Linked DNA regions of Oryctolagus cuniculus: region 1 is linked to region 2. A link is a contact called in public Hi-C data. All regions are on one chromosome and are shown on one strand. Each heading gives the region's core, a stretch centred on a gene start, on an enhancer-like site or on the middle of the called end of the contact. The rest is flanking DNA. Distances are from core to core; before and after follow the strand shown.

What was found. A called contact is a pair of places that touch in the nucleus more often than the background predicts.
Region 1: a contact with region 2 is called in a Hi-C map of an unstated tissue, with 4 times the contacts expected there. The contact joins two enhancer-like sites. A contact is called at or near these places in 3 of 6 Hi-C or Micro-C datasets (ear pinna, psoas muscle and an unstated tissue).

What each region holds. Positions count from the first base shown.
Region 1 is chr2:175,864,712-175,868,258 of mOryCun1.1, forward strand. KHK (ketohexokinase) reads right to left here. Exons shown (of 8, transcript XM_070069336.1): 4 at 1,859-1,931; 5 at 1,095-1,241; 6 at 279-367; 7 at 41-198. Among named protein-coding and RNA genes, the nearest start is that of KHK, 8.3 kb to the right of the region's middle. Within about 2 kb of position 2,255, at least 1 of the 8 cell types and tissues checked has an H3K27ac peak or open chromatin away from gene starts, as enhancers often do.
Region 2 is chr2:175,730,735-175,733,849 of mOryCun1.1, forward strand. No RefSeq gene overlaps it. Among named protein-coding and RNA genes, the nearest start is that of CAD, 24 kb to the right of the region's middle. Within about 2 kb of position 1,332, at least 1 of the 8 cell types and tissues checked has an H3K27ac peak or open chromatin away from gene starts, as enhancers often do.

The DNA of each region.
Region 1 (3,547 bases), core at 1,005-3,504, 130 kb after region 2:
CGGATCAGCCCGGCTCTGCCGCCCCACGCTGCGTACTCACCCTGGGACAGGCTGAAGATGACGGAGGCGTTGAAGGTGTCTCCGGCCCCCAGAGTATCCACCACTCGTGGGGGCGACACGGCGTCGGAGTGCAGCAGCTGGCCGTCGGGGCCCAGCGCGTCGGCGCCCTGCTCGGCCCAGGCGCAGACCAGCGTGGCCCTGCAAGATCTGGCCTCAGCCCGCCGCACCACCCGGGCGGACCCAGCCCCACACGGCCCCTTCTGCGTCCCGCGGCTCACCCTTTCCGCACACGCGAGTACAAGCCCCTGAGGGCTTCCTCCGCGGAGCCGAAGCCCAGGTGCCTGGCCACGTCTTTGCTGACAAACACCTGCGGGCGGCGGGGGAGAGGCTGGCGGTCACGGCCTGGCGTTGCCCAGGTCACACGCAGCTTGCCTGGCACGGGATCCCGCTGTCGCGCACAGCCGTTGTCTACACTGCGGGAGAGCGCTAGTCTGTTCTGAGACCAGAGGCCCGGAAGCGCGGAGAGCCGGGAGCGCCCTCTGGGGGCGGGTCGTGTGCCGGCCTCGGCGTGCAGTTGCCGGTCTCCGCGGCCCCACGGCTGCGCGTCCGCTTTCCCAGCCGCCGGGACAACGGAAGACTCCAGGGCTCCCTCCACACCAGCTGCACGACGGGGGTCTCGCCCCCGGCAGGCAACGGAAAACCGGGAGGCGGCGCCTCGGGCGTCCGGAGATTCCTCTGCGTGGCAAGGTTGGGGACAAAGGACCACATGCCACATTCCCAGCTCTGCCCAGATGTACCTCTCCATGTTCCTACTCCGCCCCTCATTGCCTAGAGGGAAAGAACGAGGAGGTCCAGAGAGGAGATACTTCTGGCCACGTCCAAGACCCCTGGGCACCCTAACGCCCCCGCTCTCCGGGAGTGGAGAAAGTCTGCTCCCTGGCCACTGCTGAACTCAGAGCTGGAGGTCTGCGGCCCTCCGATACCACCAAGCCAGAGGCTGCGGTGCCAGCACAGGGGAGGGGGTGGGGTGGGCCAGGGGATGCTGGAAGGACGCGGGACGCTGGAAGCAGCACGCCGACTCCGTGCGCACTCACCACCTCTCCATAGCCAAACAGCTGGAACAGCTCCTCCCGGGGCTTCTCTATCTCCACGGACACCCGGATCCTCTGCTCTGCAGGCTGCCTGGCGTTGTGCTGTTCTATCCTCTGCAGCATCTTCACCTGCTCCGATGCGTTCCGTCCCTGGGGCCGGGAGGGGCAACTTAGGGCCGGAGGGCACTGTCCAGCTGATCTGGCTCATTCCTGCTCCCTGCTGGGACTCTGGGCGGGTGGGGGGCGGGGAATAGGGGACAGGGACTGCAACCCCTTCCTAAGTTAGAAAATTCTGGAGCTGTCATGGACCTTGCAGACTTCATCAAATGGCTCTCCCATGTCACAGATGAGAAAATAATGAGTAAAGCTCTGAAGGCCCTACAGTGAGTTCAATGACAGGGCTGGGATTAGAACTCAGGACTTCTCAAGGTTCCCTCTAAAACGTCCATCTTGGAGGCAAAGGTCTAGTTCCCTGCATTTGGGAGCTCTTGTTCCCGCTTCCTGGATGCAATGGGTTGGGGGATACGGAGCCGGCCTCCTGCCAGAGGACCTGCTGGACTGTGCCCGGAGCCAGCCCCCCTCCTGTGTGTGTTTCCGGGCCTGAGTTTCCCCATCTGAAAATGGAAGGAAGCGTGGAGAGGGGCCTCGGAGTTGGACGCATCTACTTCTAGGTGTTCCATGGTTCAAAGACACCAAGGAGGGGGCAGAACACGTGGGCGGGGCTAGCCAGTTGAGTCCCTCAAAAAGCAGGCTGGGGCGGGGCTTGCCTCAATGTGGATCCACTTGAACCGGTTCAGATCAACCTTCTCAAAGTCCTTAGCAGACACATCTGGCAGGTTCCTAGGTCACAGGATGGAAAGGACAGAGAAGGGCCTAGTGAGGTCAGCCGGGGCCGGGCTGTCACGGGCAGCTGGGGACTGTGCCCGGCACTGCAGGCACATGGCAGGAGGCTGGATCTACAGCTCAGGAGCGTCAAATTCAGCTCCAGGATGGGCCCTGCCCCAGCCTCCCGGGGTGCCCCGTCTTGAGGTTGAGACTGGTATTATCTAAGGGTAAACTCAACAGCAACACCGGACACAAGGGGCCAGCTCTGTGTGCCTCGAAGACCAGTCTCCCAGAATGCTCTAAGAGCACTGGGAACTACAGTTCCCAGAATTCCCCTTGCCAGTGCACACAACTCCCAGGAGGCAGTGCCCCAGCAGACGCCAAAGCCCTTGGGGGATCCTGCAGGGAAGCTTGGTCTATCATGCCCGTTTCTGTATTGGGAGCACCCGCCATGCGTCCAGAGCCCCCGTGACATCTCTGAGGTCAGGGTTGGCGGCGGCAAAGAGTTATGTTTGGCCAGCTTAGGCATGGAGACTCAGAAGGGGTCTGCCTCCACCCCACCCCCTCCATGGCCCGTGGCCCAATCCTTTGTCCACTTCACTAGCTGTGTGCCCGGGGACCTTCTGCCTCTCAGCCCAGCTGCAGCTGGACGGAGCATCTGTGCATGCGCCTGGACTGAGGCCAGCCGGCAATACACCTCTCTCCCCAGAGCCCCTCCCCGTGAATCCCAGGTGCGTCCTGGAGCCAAGGAGCTACAGATTATTGCCCAATGAGCAGTTCACTGGGATTGCCCAGTCTGAAGGTCACCTCTGGCGCGGCGGGGCGCTCACTCATTCGCTGGGACATACAGAGCCCAGGGACCCTGCAGCTGATCCTGGGCTGCCTGCCCCTCTCCCATGTCCCTCGGTCAGGGTGAGCAGGCAGGGAGCCTGAACCCTGGGGCGCTGGGCTTGGGCCCTCACAGATTCCTGGTCCCTGAACCTCAGATTCTTCAGGAGGGAGTCACCCCCCCCACACGGGTTGGCACCCCATCAGATGAGCCTGATCTGCCGCCCAGTGTCCCTGCTCCCTGCGCTTCAGGCATGACTGAATGGTGTGTGGCTGTCTGGTCCCACTCCTTTGTGCTAGAACCCTCAGAGCTCTCAGCCGGCTGGAATATACCGCAGCTCCTTGGTGCATGCCGCAGGCTGGCAATCCCAGGGCTGACCCTGCACGGTCCCGTGGGCCCCTTAGCCCTTCTGGGCTTAAGATGGGTTGAACTGCATCACCCACTCCCCTCTCCTGGGAGCACTTTCCCCGCACCCACACCCAAGCCGCTGATTGACTAATTATGGAGCAATCACATCATTAATTACATTTGGTGCAGGCCTGGTTACCAGGCAGAATAGAACCCGTCCCTTTCCACCCTACTTCTCCCCTCATTGAAGACAATTCAGCAATCACGGCACAGTTTGGCGTGGGGGCAATTTCTGGTACAGAGAAGCCACAGAGGGCCAGCTGGGATGCCCATGGTGGCGATGAGGAAGAGGGCTGATTGGTGGGTGGTGGAGGGCGAGGCCGGGGGCCTTACGTGTCGTAGAGCACAATGGTACGGGAACCATTGGTGCTGTTGACGATGCAGCAGGAGCAGG
Region 2 (3,115 bases), core at 82-2,581:
GCGGGGAACCTAACCCTGCCCTTCCAACTGCAAGCCCTGAGGTGCACCGACCTGCCCTCACTTCCGTTCCCTTGGTGAATGAACAAACACAAAAAAGCTTCAGTTACCTGTACGCGGATGCTTTGGTCGCCAGCTGTTTACTGAGCTGGCTGCAGCCGGTTAGCGGTCGCAGGAGCAGGATGCAGGTGCAGAGGCTCCAAGGGGCTGCCTAGTGCAAGGGAATGTCCTCCTGCACTGGATGGCGAAGGGCTGGGGTGAAACAACTTTGCAGCAATGCTAAGCACCATCACGTGACCTCCCTCTTGGAAGTGTGCGAGTAGGGGAGTGGAATTAAAGGAAAGGGCCATCTAAAAATAAATGTCAAAGAATGCTACTACTTGTAACGTGCTTAGAACAGTGCTTGGCACATGCTTAGAGCCGCTTTCTTTTTTTCTTAAAGAAATAGATCAAATCTTGCCTATCAGGAGGGAAGGAGATCAGGAGATTGTTTATAGTTAATGACAATCACATAGAACACAAGAAGCTATTCCTCGGTGGATGTGATGCAAGCTGACACTGGTATCTTGTTTTACTAAAAGGATTGTTTTTGTTTTTATATTATTTATTTATTTGAAAGAGTTAGAGAGAGAAAAGGAGCATCCATCTGCTGGTTCACTCCAGAAATGGCTGGGGCCAGGAGCTTCTTCTGAGTCTCCCACGTGGGTACAGGGGCCCAAGCACTTGGGCCATCTTTGCTGCTTTTTCCAGGCACATTAGCAGGAAGCAGGATTGGAAGTGGAGCAGCTGGGACTTGAGTTGTTGCCCTTAAGAGATGCTGGAGTCGCAGGCGGCAGCTTTACCTATTATGCCACAATGCCTGCCCCAAAAGGGCTATTTTTGTCTTTGCAGACAGCTTTTATTTATCTTCAAATTAAAAAAAAAAAAAAATTGCAAAGCAGAGGGGGCCAGATCTATGCGCTGGTTCACTCCCCCAGTGCCCACAAAAGCTGGGGCAGTGCCAAGCTGAACTCAATCCAGTTTCGCCTGCGCATGGCAAAGCCAAGTACTTGCACCATCCCCTGCTGCCTCCCAGGCTGTGCAGGAAGCTAGAACTGGCAGCGGAGCCAGGACTCAAGCCTGAGTGCCCTGACAGGGGATGTGGGCATCCCAGGCAGTGACTAACTGCTGAGTCAGATGTCCGCCCCACTTCATTCTATTTCCCAATGTAATTACCAAACTTCTGGTTGTAGGGGAAAGTTGATTCAACTTGGCGCTGTGTTATGATTAGGAGCGCCAAAGACAGGATCAGGGCAGGAACACCTCCCACCACTTCACAAGCGAGAACGCTTAGCTGCTGGCAGCAAACATGGCTCACGCTGGAGGACGGGGCTGAGTCCTGTGACAGACTCCCGAGTACGCACTGGGGAAAATAATCCCTGACACGTTCACGGAGCTGCAGCAGAGACTCTGCAGCTCTGGAAAGAAGTGTTCTCTAAGCGACGATTTCCCAACTCATAAAGGCCCTCCAGTACTGGAGACAGAACCAGCCAGGATCGGGGTTTGCAGACTGCAAGGGGCGCACAGTGGGACTGGAGAGATCACAGCTCTGGCAGACTTGGCCTCCTGCCCAGCTCCCACCTGTGGCTATAAATGAACACTGAAGTCCACATCCAGACCCAGGGGGGGTCCGACTCCCAATCCCAACAAAAGCACGTGGGAGCCCCTGCCGGGCCAGTGTCTCCTGACCCACACTTGTGATCCCGTCCTCAGGTTCAGCTGTGCCGTGCACCTGCCAAGCTCATCCTGCACTGCCTCCTGGGCGGACCGCTTCCCCACAGGGGACTGTACACTTAGCTTCTGCTGCTTAGCTGGTTCCTGATGCTCTAAAGCCAGAAATGACCATTCCCTTTCCATTTTTAATAGAAGGGTGGATTGAAGCCAAGCTGTGCCGTGCATGTCTCGCCAGCCACCCACTGGCTTCTCCGAGCGTCTCCTCTATCAGACGGCTGCAGGGTTGGGGTGCCTTGGAATCAGAGTGTGCACAGAGCTCCTTGGCAGACCAGGCTGTCAGGAGTGGTCCTTCTCCTTCTCCATCTCTACCATGGGAACAGTCCTTGGGAAAAGCCAGTTCTTGCTGAACGGTGCTGGAGTAGCGCGGACCACTGGGAAGCAGTTTAATCTGTAGGTGTCACTGGATGCCTTTTTTTTTTTTTTTTAAAGGTTTATTTATTTGAAAGAGTCACAAAGAGGCAGAGGCAGAGAGATCTTCCATCCACTGGTTCACTCCCCAAATGGCCACAACAGCTGGAGCTGGGCTAATCCAAAACCAGGAACCAAGAGCTTCTTCCAGGTCTCCCTTGCAGGTGCAGGGGCCCAAGCACTTGGGCCATCTGCTTTCCCAGGCCACAGCAGAGAGCTGCATCAGAAGTGGAGCAGCTGGGACTGGAACCGGCACCCACATAGGACGTTATCACTGCAGGCAGCGGCTTTACCTGCTGCGCCACAGCACTGGCCCCCACCGGATGCCTTTGACTTGAGGCTATGAATTGAGGGCGAGAATCACCTTGCTTGTTCTTAAACTCCCACTGCACAGGGTGCTTGGTACCCAGCAGGAGCTAAGTTCCAGTTTGCTGGAACAAGACAGATCTTTCTGTGCTACTGAAGATGAGGGAATGAAGAGCTGCTTGCTGGAGTCCTCCCCACAGCCACAGGCGCTGCTCTGCACACGCTCCTCCCCAGGGTCCGAGCCGAAGTGCTCCTTAGTCCCAGCCAGCAGAGGCCCCTGGGCATGGTGGCAGGAGGGCTCCACGGCGACGGCGGCTGGAGGACTCCAGGGTGAGGTGCTTTTAAAAAGTTTACTTAAAAGGCAGAGGGACAAAGAGAGAGAGAGAGAGAATCTTCCATCTGCTGGTTCACTCCCCAAATGCCCAAGACAAGCACGGCTGGGTCAGCCCGAAGCCAGCACTCCACTGGGGTCTTTTAAGCAGGTGGCAGGAGTCCGAGCACTTGGGCCATCATCCACTGCCTTCCAGGCACTCAGCAGGAAGCTGGACCGGAAGCAGAAGCGGCGCTGCATCCTTGAAACTCTGCTACGGGATGCAAGTGTCCCAGCTGCCTTGGCCTGCAGTGCCAGTGC